2 separate regions of the Zea mays genome follow, and region 2 is linked to region 1. Evidence: chromatin contacts called from public Hi-C data. All regions are on one chromosome and are shown on one strand. The core of a region is the stretch at or near the end of the contact, and the rest is flanking DNA. Distances in the headings are between cores, read along the strand shown.

Evidence for each region. A called contact is a pair of places that touch in the nucleus more often than the background predicts.
Region 2: a Hi-C map of ear shows a contact between it and region 1, with 2.9 times the contacts expected there. The contact joins the promoter of LOC100280759 here to the promoter of LOC103629637 in region 1. A contact is called at or near these places in 3 of 25 Hi-C or Micro-C datasets (ear, endosperm and tassel).

Annotation. Positions count from the first base shown.
Region 1 is chr6:100,797,872-100,805,113 of Zm-B73-REFERENCE-NAM-5.0, forward strand. LOC103629637 reads right to left here and starts at 4,583. Exons shown (of 2, transcript XM_020539322.2): 1 at 3,837-4,583; 2 at 2,641-2,890. The coding sequence starts at 4,278. The coding sequence ends at 2,826. LOC103629638 (BEACH domain-containing protein B) reads left to right here. Exons shown (of 40, transcript XM_020539321.3): 29 at 4,634-4,855; 30 at 4,972-5,430; 31 at 5,510-5,800; 32 at 5,870-6,322; 33 at 6,409-6,455; 34 at 6,537-6,630; 35 at 6,819-7,025.
Region 2 is chr6:101,103,167-101,110,408 of Zm-B73-REFERENCE-NAM-5.0, forward strand. It overlaps LOC100280759 (sm protein), which reads left to right and starts at 3,975. Exons shown (of 1, transcript NM_001153680.1): 1 at 3,975-4,813. The coding sequence starts at 4,313. The coding sequence ends at 4,675. It overlaps LOC100501641 (Geranylgeranyl transferase type-2 subunit alpha 1), which reads right to left. Exons shown (of 8, transcript NM_001196321.1): 5 at 6,581-7,242; 6 at 6,315-6,504; 7 at 6,067-6,244; 8 at 5,209-5,808. The coding sequence ends at 5,414.

The DNA of each region.
Region 1 (7,242 bases), core at 3,333-5,832:
TGTCAGCAATGACAGAGATTGCTCTGTCAATCTTGAAGTTGTGGGAGTTCCGACCTTTGATCTGGCTGCTCTGGACTTGCCTTTCTTGGAGAAAGAAGTGTGGGAAACAATTAAATTGCTGCCTTCAGATAAGGCTCCGGGTCCTGATGGTTTCACATGAGGATTTTATAAGGCCTGCTGGTCTATAATTAAAGTGGATATAATGGCAGCAGTTTGGAGTAGGAGATTTGCGCAGTTCGATAGGCTGAACACAGCATACATCACATTGATCCCAAAGGAGGGGGCTGATCAAGTAAAAGACTTCAGACCAATTAGCCTGGTGCATAGCTTCGCAAAATTGATCACCAAGCTGCTAGCTAATCGCCTTGCTGGGAGGTTAAATGAGATGATTTCACCTATTCAAAGTGCTTTTTATAAAAGGTTGTTTTATTCAGGATAACTACATGTTAGTTCAGCAAACTGCAAGGTTCCTTCAACGACGAAGACATGCCCATTTGCTTCTAAAATTGGATATCACAAAAGCCTTTGATTCTGTCTCCTGGCCTTTTCTCATAGAGGTATTGCAAAGGATGGGATTTGGACAGATTTGGAGGGATATTCTATGTGGGCTGCTTGCAACCTCTTCCACTCAAGTGATGGTAAATGGGTTTTCGGGCAAACATATTGTTCATCGTCAAGGACTACGACAGGGTGACCCCCTCTCACTGATTCTTCATTCTACTCATGGATGTGCTTGGGCGAATGGTCACTGCAGCTGAGAGGCATGATTTCTTCAACCCCTTGCTACAAGATTTGTACATCACCAAGTCTCTATGTATGCTGATGATGTAGTCCTCTTCTTGCGACCAGCTGTCGAAGATATAGCAACCATAGTGGATATTCTTCACCTATTCGTCGTGGCTTCCGGGCTGCATAATAATGTCCAGAAGTCTAATGTATATCCCATTCGTTGCGACGAGAGTGACATTGCAGTTGTGCAAGGTTTGCTGCCGTGTGGAATTTCGTCCTTCCCTTGTAAATATCTTGGACTTCCATTAACGGTGCGGAAGATAACCAAGGAACAGGCGCAGCCAATTATCGACAAATTTGCAAATCAGCTTCCTGGATGGAAGGCAGACTTGATGACAAGGGTTGGGCGAATAGTTCAAGTGCGGTTTGTGCTTACTGGGATGTTCATCTACTTAGCAATGGCAATTGATCTCCCAACTTATATCACAAAAGCAATCGATAAAAATCCGAAGAGGCTTTCTTTGGAGAGGTCGCAAAGAGATAAATGGGGGGCATTGCCTTGTTTCTTGGAGCAAAGTTTGTCGACCTCTTGATTTGGGTGGTCTTGGTATTTCAAGCATTAAGGAGCTGAGTTGGACGCTGCGGATGCGTTGGTTATGGCTACAAAAAACGGAGCCTAACCGACCTTGGTCATCCTTGACTATCCAAGTTCCTGACAAGGTTCAGGCCTTCTTCAGTATGGTGATGCAAACGGAAGTCGAAAACGGTGCTAATACTCTTTTTTGAAAGGATCGATGGATTCAAGGACAGAGGGTGGCTGATATTGCGCCAAGACTTCTTAAAGTTGTTCTGAAAAGAAAATTCAATACAAGGACAGTACAAGAAGCTATAACTGGAAGAGCATGGATGTCGGATATTTGAGGGGCCCTATCTGTGGGGGCAATTGTTGATTATCTTCACCTCTAAAACTTATTGTTAACTGCTGAATTAAGGTAGAATGTTGAAGATAAGCACATTTTTAGGCTGGCTACCAATGGAAAATATTCAGCGAAATCTGCCTACGAGGGGCTTTTCATTGGCTCGATTCCTTTTGAACCGTATGAGAGGATATGGAAAACCTGACCGCCTCCTAAATGTCGGTTTTTTCTGCGGTTAGTTGCTCAAAAAGGTGTTGGACAACTGATCGTCTAGCAAAAAGAGGATTGGATCACCCTGATAGCTGCCCTCTTTGTGAACAAGAAAGTGAAACAATAGACCATCTACTGGTCTCTTGTGTTTTCTCAAGGGAGTGTTGGTTCCTTTTGTTGAGACAATTTGGACTGCATACTCTGTCCCCCTCAACCAGAAAATGATAGTTTCCTGGACTGGTGGAGGACAATAAGTGAAATGGCAGCTGGACAAATGAAGATGAGGATTAACTCCCTTGTTTTGCTTGGTGCTTGGACCTTATGGAAGCACAATAATCAGTGTGTCTTCAAGGGCAGCAATCCGAGTATTGCTGCTGTTCTGGAGCAGGTTGGAGAAGAGCGAAGGTTGTGGGAGATGGCAGGGGCTAAAGGGCTTATTTTCCTAGCAGCTAATCTTCCTCACGGCTAATTTCTGTTTTTTTCCTAAGGCAGTTCAAGGTTTGTTTACTGTTTTGAGGGGTTTAAACCTCAATGTCATGGCTTGTAAGGGCTTCGGCCCAACTTTCTTCTTAAATATAATGATATGCAGCTCTCCTGCATATTTGAGAAAAAAAAATGATGATTGTAACAAATAAAAAAGACCCAATTGGATAATAGTATTGATACCAAATAAGGACTATGTAAAGAGTAATGAGGGATACATGAGACACAACCTAGATTAGAATATTACACTGATATCCTTGACAATTATTATACTTTAACACCCTCTCTCAAATGCAACATGAATGCAATGTCATTGTATTTGGAGAGTTGATACTATACACTAGACTTAAAAAAATATAAAAGAAACGAAGTACATCCAAAATCAAAGATGCCGTTGAACCATATAACTCTTAAAAAAATGTTGATGTAGAAAATGATCTCTACAAGAAGGTAATGATTTCACGACACAGTACTTCAGCAAATACCTCAAACCTTCATAGAATAGTACTTCAAGTCTTCAACTATGAACTTTGCTTTGAAAACTCTGGCCTCTACAAGAATAAAGATATGTATCAAATCAAGTTAAAGGAAGAACAGAGATATCACTCCTGCAAGACAACATGCAGTGATATAGAGCCTATTTGGTTCAGCTTTTTATAACAATTTTTTTAGAATCTAGATTCCTAGAGAATCTAGGTGTGGGGAGAATTTGAATATCGTGAGGTTTACGTGCGGAGGAAGATGAAGTGGTCTATAAGGTTTAGAGTTTAGAAAGGGACGTATTCCTTCCATCGTGCGACAGATTCTAGGTTCATGTTGATTAAACGATTTTCACCAAAGCGATTCTCACATAAGCGGACTGAGTGGAGCGTTTAGCTGCCAAAAGCTGCTTCTGGCGGCTAGAATCCAATTTTAAGCTGAAACAAACTCTCTCATAGAATGGTGATGACGATAAATAGACGGTCGTTGTAACAAAATAGCTAGGAAAGAGACAAGAGGACGTAGGACCTGTTTGGATCTACGGTGCTAAAGTTTTGTAGTACACTTTTAGTAAACTTTAGCACTTAGAGATCCAAACGAGAATGCTAATAGGTGCTAAAAGTAAAAGGTACTAGAAATGAAGTCATAAAACCTAAACCCGACCCGTAATCACATCAATAATGATTATTTAAATAGATGAGCTCAGCTAACCAAAGAAAAAGAATAAAAGTTAACTGCTTTGACAATAAATTTATAGACTCCGCTCCGCATGGACAAACTGTAGCGTGTAGAACTGGAATGGACTGATGCAATGAAATTAAATAAAAAAAGAGCCTCAATAGGATGAGCGAAAGAGACGACACAAGAGAGAAATCCACCAGAGGTGCATAGTTAAACAGGAGAAACCACCACCCACACGGAGGATCCCAAGTGGTCTAGTCGAACAGCATAGCAGACCACCAGCCATAGGCCATAGCAGCAGGTGGCAGAAAACACAGAGCACCAATGTGTGCACACCTCTGACCGCACAGATGGGGATTGCGGTGGTCGGACGTCCATTCCGCTCCTGAAGATGGATGGAGACGGACGGTCGGTCGGTACCTTCCCTCCTTCCGCCCCTGAATTCGGACAGGGCGACAGACAACAGCTCCGCCGGCCGCGTGTACGGGTGACGGCCCTGCGGACAGCAGGGACTAGCGGGGATGGGTGCGGAGATGGGCAGACGAGCGCCGCGACGACGCTCAGATCCCGAACAAGCAAACACATGTTCGCGCGAAGACGACAAAGACGAAGACATACGGCTCTGCGTCGATTCCAATGGGAACTGTGACGACAGGCTCCCACGACGGACGGTGCGCGCCGTGGACGGCACGCGAACTCCTCTAACCGGCGGCGCGGAGATTCCCCTTCGTCTGACGGACGGGTGCGCGGACGACGAATTCCCGTGTGCGGACTCCATGACACCAGCTTGACTGCTCCTGCATAACGACTAGACGCGACTGAAAACAAAAGTCGAAGATTGACGAGGCCGCCCCTAGGACCAGAGTTTGATCTTCCCGGGGGCAGAGCAGCAGAGGGAAGGGTCGGGAAAAATTAACCTTTTGCCAGTGACATATAAAATACAATGTCAGTGATTGAGCTGTCAATGACTGATGGTTAAGTGAATTTCGTAAAGTTGGCAAAAATTAAGACCCCCCCAATAGGACCATATATAGAGTATACGAGGGATACAGGAGAAAAACCCTAGCCCAGAAGATTACACAAGCACCCTTAACTATTATACCTTCACAATGATCAGCTTTATTGGTGTACAGGCTGCTAATGAGGTTAAGCACATGAAGGCTGTTCAGGCTGATCGTTTAAAGAAGCTGCAGGATCTTCGCATGAAGCTTAACGAGTGTTCTGCTACGGAGATAAAGCTAGCGCAGGCCATTGAAGATGAGATACATTTAACTATTACTGCTGTGCTTTCAGCGGATGACAATAGAAAGACAGCTTGTCAACTTGCTTTCCGCGAGGATCAGCAAATTATCAGGGTAACCGAGTCTTTCTTTAATTCAACCAACGCAAATGCTTGTTAAGGAGAAAATTTGTCATGCAGTAACTACTTGCTTTTCTTAGGGGGGAGATAACTATTTGCTTTCTGTATCAGGATAAGTGGATACATATTTCCCGTGCTCTGATGGATGAGAGAGGACCATGGTCTGCTAACCCTTTTCCAAATGATGTTGTGACTCACTGGAAACTTGACAAGACAGAGGATAGATGGAGGCGGCGGTTCAAGTTCAAACGTAATTACAAATTTGATGAACGATTATGTCAGCCTTCACAGTCAAGGAATGAAAGTACAGCAACTTTAGCTGACCAGCTGTACATTAGTGCCAAAATTACTCAGAAAATGAAGCAATTCCTTGTTAAAGGAGTGCGGGGAATCACAGAGGATAGTAGTTACGAACAATTTGAAGACACTAATGACGCGAGTGAATCTTCCCAGAGTAATCCTTCAGAGAGCCAAAACCTTAATAATGCTGCAGATACCTCTGATCATCATGCTTCTGCACATTATAAGAAAGAGCCATCATCTACTAATGGAGATAATGATTATACAAAGGTAAAGAAAAAGCTTTAGTATACATTTCATCTGAAAGCAGAAAACGATTGTTGATTTCTGGTCATTGTCCATTTTGCAGGTGCTATGTTCAGTTCGTTGTGTTTTTGTTACCCCAAAGCGAAAATTAGCAGGACAACTGGATATCACACGAACTGTCATGCATTTTTCTTTTGAATTTTTGGTTGAAGGAACTGGAGGATCATCTGTTTTTAGCAAGTTTAAAGACAAAAAAGATTCAGACTGCAAGAACGAGCTGGGAGGTGTGGACAGACTTGACGGATGCCGAGACAGTATGATTGAAACCAATGGTGTTTTGATGCAAAACCAGTCTAACAAGATCAAACGTCACAAAAGGTGGAACATAACTAAGGTATCTCTCTCCCCTAGTCTTTCCTCTCACTTGCTCACTCTCTTAATCTCCTTCCATACATGTTTACAGATAAAAGGAGTTCATTGGACACGCTACCTACTGCAATATACTGCAATGGAGATCTTCTTTGATGATTCAACTGCACCTATATTTTTAAACTTTTCTTCCCAAAAGGATACTAAAAATGCTGGGACTTTGTTAGTTTCTCTTAGGAATGAAGCTTTGTTCCCTAAAGGAAGTACCAAAGACAAAAATAATATCATTTCATTCGTGGACAGGCGAGTTGGACTTGAAATGGCTGAGAATGCCAGGGAAAGATGGAAAAGGAGGGAAATCAGTAACTTTGAGTATCTTGTGATTTTAAATACCCTTGCTGGAAGATCTTACAATGACTTAACTCAGTATCCTATATTTCCATGGGTATTGGCTGATTACACCTCTGAAAAGCTTGATTTCAACAAGTCATCGACTTTCAGGGATCTTTCAAAACCAGTTGGTGCGTTGGATGAAAACCGCTTCAAGGTGCAGCTACTATTGTGTACTTATTTGTAATTGTAGGCTATCATCACCTTATCATAACTTCACGTTAGTAATGCATTATTGGGCAGGTTTTTGAAGATAGATATCTTAGTTTCTGTGACCCTGATATACCAAGGTTGAACCTTTATTCATTTGTTAGTGTTCTCCTTTTTTAGTTTACTCTTTTTGCAATAACAGCCATGTTTGTTTCCTGCAGTTTTTATTACGGATCTCACTACTCTAGCATGGGAATCGTTCTTCATTACATGCTTAGGCTTGAGCCATTTACAACTCTGCATCTAAATTTTCAGGTTGTCACTTAACTCATTATGGAAATATTTATCATTGCTTCCTTAAAATTCAAGCACATAGCTATTATTTTCAAAACACTATTCACGAATTTGTCGATACATAATTTCTCTTGTCGTATTTCACCACAGTTCAAAATAAGGGATCTTGTCATATTATTTACATTTATGCCTGTCTGACACTTGTGCAGGGTGGCAAGTTTGACCATGCAGATCGTTTGTTCCAAAGCATTGAGAGCGCTTACATAAATAGCTTATCAAATACAAGTGACGTCAAAGAGCTTATTCCAGAATTCTTTTACATGCCTGAGTTTCTTGAAAATTCAAATTCATATCATCTTGGTGTCAAGCAGGATGGGGAACCTATAGGCGATGTTGCTCTCCCTCCATGGGCAAAGGTAATAGTTCCTCTTGTTGTTAGTTATATTTGTCATAATTCTTTTATTGAGAATGGATTGACCAGGATAGTTCTGTTGCTTTTCTAATGACACTTAATTTAGCGGTGCAACTGTGTTAGTAAAAACATGTACTGTTCTCAGATACAGAGGGTATATCTAGCTTTCTGAATATAAAATAGATTCTCAAACATCCCCGGCTAATTTGCTTCACATAATG
Region 2 (7,242 bases), core at 2,725-5,224, 300 kb after region 1:
GCTTTCATAACTATGTCATATTTGGCATTCAAAGATTCATTTTCATTTTTCAACTTATCACATTTATCTTTTGACTTCCTAATGATTTGAGTGTATTCTTTAAGCAAGTCAGCTAGTTCATCATAGGAAGGTGAAGCAAATTCCTCATCACTATCACTATCATCAGTAATATCAATATCATTTTGTACCTTCCGTTCACCTCTAACCATGAGGCATAGGTGAGAAGTCGATGATGACGATGGTGGTGGTGAAAAGAAGTGCCCGACAATGGCGGCAACTTTTTCATCATTCTCTTCTTCACTTGAAGAAGATCCACTTGATGACCCAATGTCAGTGAGCCAGTCACCAACAATATATGCCTTTCCATTTTTCTTTTTGTGGAACCTCTTGTGCTTCCCATCCTTCCTCTTGAAGAATCTCTTTTCCTTTTTCTCATCATCGATGTCATCTTCTTTCTTGCCCTTGAACTTATTCTTCTTGGGCTTGTTACATTGATGAGCAAGATGACCAAGCTCTCCACAGTTGTAGCAATCCATCTCAGAAACGGGCTTTCTTTTGCTGGAAAAGAATTTCTTCTTTCTTGAATCAAATTTGATGCCTTCTCTGTTGAGCTTCTTTAACATCTTGGTGGTCTTCCTCACCATCAAGGCAATGTTAGCATCAAGATCATCATCACTTGAGGATTCTTCCTCAATTTGTACTTTAGATTTTCCTTTTCTTTCTTGATTTGCTTTGAGAGCCAAATCCTTTCTCTTGGAAGATGACTCATCCTTGTCATTGATGTGCATGTACATCTCATGAGCATTGATCTTTCCCAATATCTGTGTAGTTGTGGTAACTGAAACATCCATTTGATGCAGTACAGTGACAATGTGTCCATATTTGTCAATTGGGAGGACACTGAGAATCTTCCTCACAACATCCGGTTGTGAAATTTGTGTAAGCCCCAATCCATTTACTTCTTCTGCAAGAATATTGAGATGTGAGTACATAGCATTGGCATTTTCATTAGCAAGCATTTCAAAAGAATTTAACTTTCTCATAGCAATGTGATATCTCTCCTCATGCTCACTTCTAGTTCCTTCATGTAGAGCACAAATGTCCATCCATAAATCATGAGCATTTTTATGATTTCTAACTCTATTAAACACATCTTTGCAAAGGCCTCTAAAAAGGGTGTTTTTGGCCTTAGCATTCCATTTCTCATAATTAAACTCTTCACCTACAAGATTTGTGGGATCTCTAGGTTCGGGGAATCCTTGTGTGGTGGCTTTGTAGACACCATTGTCTATAACCTCTAAATATGCTTACATACGAATTTTCCAATATGGAAAATCGTCACCATAAAAACGGGAGGAGGTCCATCCCCACCGGACATCGTTACTCTAGCGGTTAAGCTAATCTAAGAGCAACAAGGCTCTGATACCAATTGAAAGGATCACGATGCCCAAGAGGGGGGTGAATTGGGCTTTTTTTAAAATCAACACTAATTAAAACCTAAGAAAGAGCCCAACTTCACCCCAACAACTAGCACTAAGAGAATAATATTAGAAATACAACAATGCTAAGACAATACTTCAAATACTTGCTAAACAAATACACAATGTAAAATGCTTGAATTAAGTGCAGAATGTAAAGCAAGGTTTAGAATACTTCTCCAATTTTTCCCGAGGTATCGAAGAGTCGGCACTCTCCACTAGTCCTCGTTGGAGCACCCGCGCAAGGGTATCGCTCCCCCTTGGTCCTCGCAAGAACCAAGTGCTCACTACGAGATGATCCTTTGCCACTCCGGCGCGGTGGATCCCTCACGACTGCTTACAAACTTGAGTCAGGTCACCAACAAGATCTCCACGGTTATCACCGAGCTCCCAACGCCACCAAGCCGTCTAGGTGATGCCGATCACCAAGAGTAACAAGCTGTAGACTTTCGCTTGACCAAGAGAAGCCTAATGCAAGTGGTGTGTGCTCTAGGTGGCTCTCGCTAGCGCTAATGAGGTCCAAATGCGGGATTAAGATTCTCTAATCTCGCACTAGGCTTTTGGTGCTTGCAATGCTCTACCAATGTGCAGGAATTAATGTGGGCAGCAAGACACTGAATATGGTGGGTGGAGGGGGTATAAATAGCCCTCACCCACCAACTAGCTGTTACCAGCACTGTTCTGCGCATGGGCACACCAGACAGTCCGGTGCGCCAACGGTGCGCCAACGGTCGACTCCAACGGCTAGTTTTGACAGCTAGCCGTTGGGCTGATGGCACACCGGACAGTCCGGTGCACTGTCCGGTGCGCTGTCCGGTGCACCACTAAAAATCCACTCGGGAACCTTACACTCTCGGGTTTCTGCGTGGGGAAAACCCTTCCCCTGGGCCCGCCTGGCCCCACCTGGCAGAGGGCACACCGGACAGTCCGGTGCACACCGGACAGTCCGGTGCCCCAAAGTCAGAAACCCTATTTTCTATTTTCCGCTGTTTTTCAAATCGGTTTTCGTTCTAACTTGTGAGTATGTTCTAGAGTGTCACGTAGCACTATATGTGAGTGTGAATATGCACCAACACTACACTATAACTCTCTTGGTCAAACTACTAATTGACAACCCCTGTCTTTATAGTACGGCTAAAACAAAATAAAAGACCTAACTAAATCACGAGTGTCCACAACTCCTTGACACTCGGACTACGTAGTCCTTCACTTTTTGTTTCGTCGTTTTAGCCGTCGCTTCGAGTTCTTATCTCCGGGATTGTTTTCACCATTGTAGTACTTCTACCTGTAATGCGACCTAACTTACCATTTGTCTCTGCAAAACACACGTTAGTCACATATAACATTACGTTGTCATTAATCACTAAAACCAACCAGGGCCCTAGATGCTTTCACTGTGCTCATACTCAATTCATCTTGGCAGTCCAATGTGGTGTGTTGGATACTTAATCACCAAAACATGGTAGAAATAGCTCTATGACACATTTTCCTTCCAGCACTGACCTCTAATATCTGCTCTAGCAATATTAACCACACACCATGTCGCGGACGACAAAATTGTCTTGCTCAATCCAAACCTCTAATACCTCAGCTGGGGCTAAGGGTGGATAAGATTAGTCCTCCTCTTTGCTGAGGTGGCCTTCAAGTTTGGTGACACGGCTCAGCACTAGACATCGTGCGACTCGACTTTGATGTTGTTGTTCTCATTGGGCCTGAAAGCATCTAGTCCCTCTGTGGTTTAGTTATTAATGACACCCAATACTATTGTGGGTACATGTGTTTTATAGAGGTAAATTAAGGTTAGGTCACAATGATTGTTTGCACAATCATGCCCTTGACTATGGATTTTGTTTAGGTTTTTAAAGGATTGATGATAAGGTTAAGAATTGACGAGTTCTAAGTATCGTTTAGAGTTGAGAGATATTTCAAATAGTTTAAGAGACTGATTTTTCCTTTAATTATAGTATAAAGGACGACAAATTAAATATCTTATTACTTTTTACATGACATATTTTAAAGAAAAAGGACGTTCTCCTCGATCTGATGGGGACGACTGTCGTTTGGAGTTGAGAGACATTTAAAATAATTTAAGAGATTTTGTTTTTTCCTTTGATCGTAGTATAAAGAACGCGAAATTAACTATCTTATTATTTTTTACAAGGCATGTTTTAGAGAAAAAGGATGTTTTCTCGATCTGATGGACGAGGCACTTCGGCCTAATTCTTGGCAGCAATGCCAAACACTCGTCTTGGTATCTGTAAATGTCCAAATTGGGCCTTGAATTTGGCCCAACTAACTATCCACTCAAGTCTGGATCGCAGGTCCATTAGGTCTAGTTAGATAGAGTCCAAGGAATTCTAAAGAGACTTTAGATAATCAAGTCCAATCCAGGCTATAGTGGGCCTTTCTATCGCGCGCATTTTCTTTCCGACCAGCCGAGCGCCGCCGCCCTCCGGCAGGTCTTCTTCCCGGCCACGACCACCCACGCCAGGTCTTCCCGGCCCCGAACGCGAGCACCCAGCCCTCCTCCAGGTCTTCCCCGGCGACGAGCGCGTAGAAGGTACGCCCGATCCTTCTCCTCCCTTCCTACTTCTCGAAACAGAGCACCCAAAACCATAGCTAAGCTATCTGTATTCGGATCTGACCCAGTTACCTACCAGTTTCGAAATTTTCTGCGAAAATTATCCACCCCTGCCATCGAGATCCTTAAGTACCAGGCATAAAATCTTGCCTAGTAATTCTGCGTACCAGAACCCATATCCAAATTTTCTTTAACCCTGTTACATGCCCATGCCCATGCTCATCTACCACTACCAGAGGGGATCCTTAGCACAATGGAAGAAGGAGCACCAGGGCCGTCGCAAGCCATCCCGGATTCTGGAGACACGTACCGCAACAGCTCCACCGCGCCCGTGGGCAGCAGCTCACCGTCTGTCGCGAAGCTCCGGAAGCTGCTGTTCCGGCGGATGCTCATCGGCGTCAACGACGGCCGCTACTTCCACGGCCTGTTCCACTGCATCGACAAGCAGGGCAACATCATCCTCCAGGACGCCGTAGAGTACCGCAGCGCCCGCCACTGCTCGCCTCCGACGGAGCAGCGGTGCCTGGGGCTCATCCTGATCCCGGCCGCCTGCCGGTCGTCGTGCCAGGTCGATTGCTCCGTTGAAGAGAAGATGTCGCTCCTGTGTTTTGAGTGAATCGTGCTTCAAAGGGAATACACTACGCATGTACTAAGTTACTGGGGCTCATCTCTGCTATCTGAAACTGAGAGGCATGATTGGTGTTTCCTATTTTTGAAGGATTGTTTATTAGAAAACTTCAGAGTTCATACATAAGCTTTTCTATTTTCTACTATGATGCAGAGTTTATTTTACATAGTCTTTAGTTAGCTCCAGAGCTACAGCTATCAACAAAAACAGAAGTTTAGAAGAATGCATCTAAATAGAAACTACAGATTGTTGGACTAGTTAAGTCTGGGACTGCGACACTAGAATCAAGAGCCTCTGACAAGGGATTTTAGCTTCAGGCCTTGTGAAAAGAGAACGGGAGAAAATCTGTAGTACATAAACTGCATTCAAAACTCCCAAAGTTCAATTACAACATCATCGTCAGATAACCTCTGGAAGAGAGCAACGCTCACAACAAAAATGTAAATGGTAGCAGTGTAGCTCTGTTCTATTTTAATAAATAAACTTATTAAAGAATTCTGAAAGTAGAACAACTTGCAATTAGATAACATCTTCTTTCTTGTATGACCTATGACAGTTCAATCCTGAAAATTCAGAACTCTGTAACATCATGATCATGTCTCAGATTCGCATAAACAAATACAGCACTGCATATGAAGCAAATCAATGGCTTCTAGCAAAAAATAGTTCACATAGTGAGCCTTGACACTACCAAGATTGCCCAACTCCTAAGTGGAACTCCACCGATTAACTGACACCTTCACCATCAAACCATTTTAGACAAGGAATGAGCGTCACGACAAGAGTTCTGAAGCCGTCCTTGCTGGCAACTGCATTTCCTCTGATATCAAGCTGTGCCAGCTTCAAAGATCTGAAGAACAATATGGCGTCCCAGTATTCCGTCACGTTGATATTATTTACCTCCTGGTACTCTTCAAAAGCTTCACTTGCTTCAGTTTTGTGTGAGAACGGAGACGGGCAGATATACCGTGCTGTGTCAATTGAGTGAGCTCCAATCTCGTTGAACGACAAATCCAGAACTTTCAGTGAGATTATCTTCGTAAGGGGTTCAAGTGCTGTGAAACTACTGATCTGGTTGTTGCTGATGTTCAAGAACACAAGGCGCTGCAAAGCCTCCAAACCTTAAAAAGAACAAAAAAAAGTTACCAACCCAAAGCCTGTTTCTCAAATCTTATCCTTCAGGCATTTGCCAATGACTAAGCCAATTATCTAAAAAATACAAATTAGTTTAATATAGTTATCACTTCTGCAACTGCATTTGAGAAGCTGTCGCAGGCCAACTGCATCTGGGAAGCTAATTCGCAGGCCTTGTTACAGTTAAAAGATCATACTATGCTTTTTCTTGGAGTGGACATAAGAGAGATGATTCCGAGACTAACCTTCGACTGATCTAAGACTATTATGGCTTAGGTCCAGCATTTGAACCCACAACAGGCGCTCAGCAAATCCGATGCGTGTTACAGACAATCTGCGAAACTGCACATGATGCAGGGGAGCTGAATTTGGTTGAACCTGAACAGAACAATGCTTCGTGAAAGTCTCCATGTCACATGTTAACTGCACGAAAAAGTTAAGTTAGACAGCAGCACATTATCCCTAAGCAAAGTCTATTCAAAACATTCTTTACCTTATCCATCAGGGCTAAGCTCCGTTCATCCTCATAGTACTGCTTATGAGATGGATCCAGGTGAATCAAGTCAGTGAAGAGCCCCAGTGCCTCTTCACAGTATCCCTTCCTTTCAATTAGAGATCTTCCACGGGATTTTATAGCAGCACAAGCAAGCAATAGCCGGGCTAATGTCAACTTCCCAAACTTGCTGGAAAAGGGAGTATGTTATGGCATTTGGGTTATAATCATGGAAAAGGAGATTCAGAACGAATTTAGAGCATAACCTATTGTCATCAGCTAACTCTCTGAAAAGATCTATCTCCTCAGACAGCCTTTCAAAATGCCAATCTGAGTCATGTTCGACCAAGGCACTAGTAATGTTTAGCAGATCCAAAGGGATAGGATCACGGTTTCCATGAGACTGGAATGAGTCTGAGCAATTCCAGGCAACTGGCTTATCAAACGTATCTAAACCCTGGGCTGCGTTGTTGCTGATCAGTTCAATGTAAAATGTAAAATGCACAGGACAGTTGTAGTTAGAGCCACTTCTAGACACAATGTCATCCGAGCAGGGTATGCTCATTTCAACAGAATATTCCTGCAAACTGCTACATTCATTTGTAATTTGAAGATATGTGGCCCAACATTTAGAGTACCCAGAGTCTGCCATTGTGAGGGGCCTCCATTGGATATCCTTACCGAACTCCAAATCAGACTTTAAGTTCACACTTGAATGATTTAATCCTTTGACAGGCTCATTAAAATAAAGAACAATGGGTACAGTCCTTGACCAGACGGATGACAGTGTGTGCTGCTCAGCCTTTTCCTTGATAAAAGAGAAACTGAGCTTTGCAGCATTAGAAGGCCATGAAGCAATCAGCTGTGGGTTATCTGGACTAGATGTTTGAGCTAAAAGCCAGAGGTGATAGAACCATCCACTTTGGTC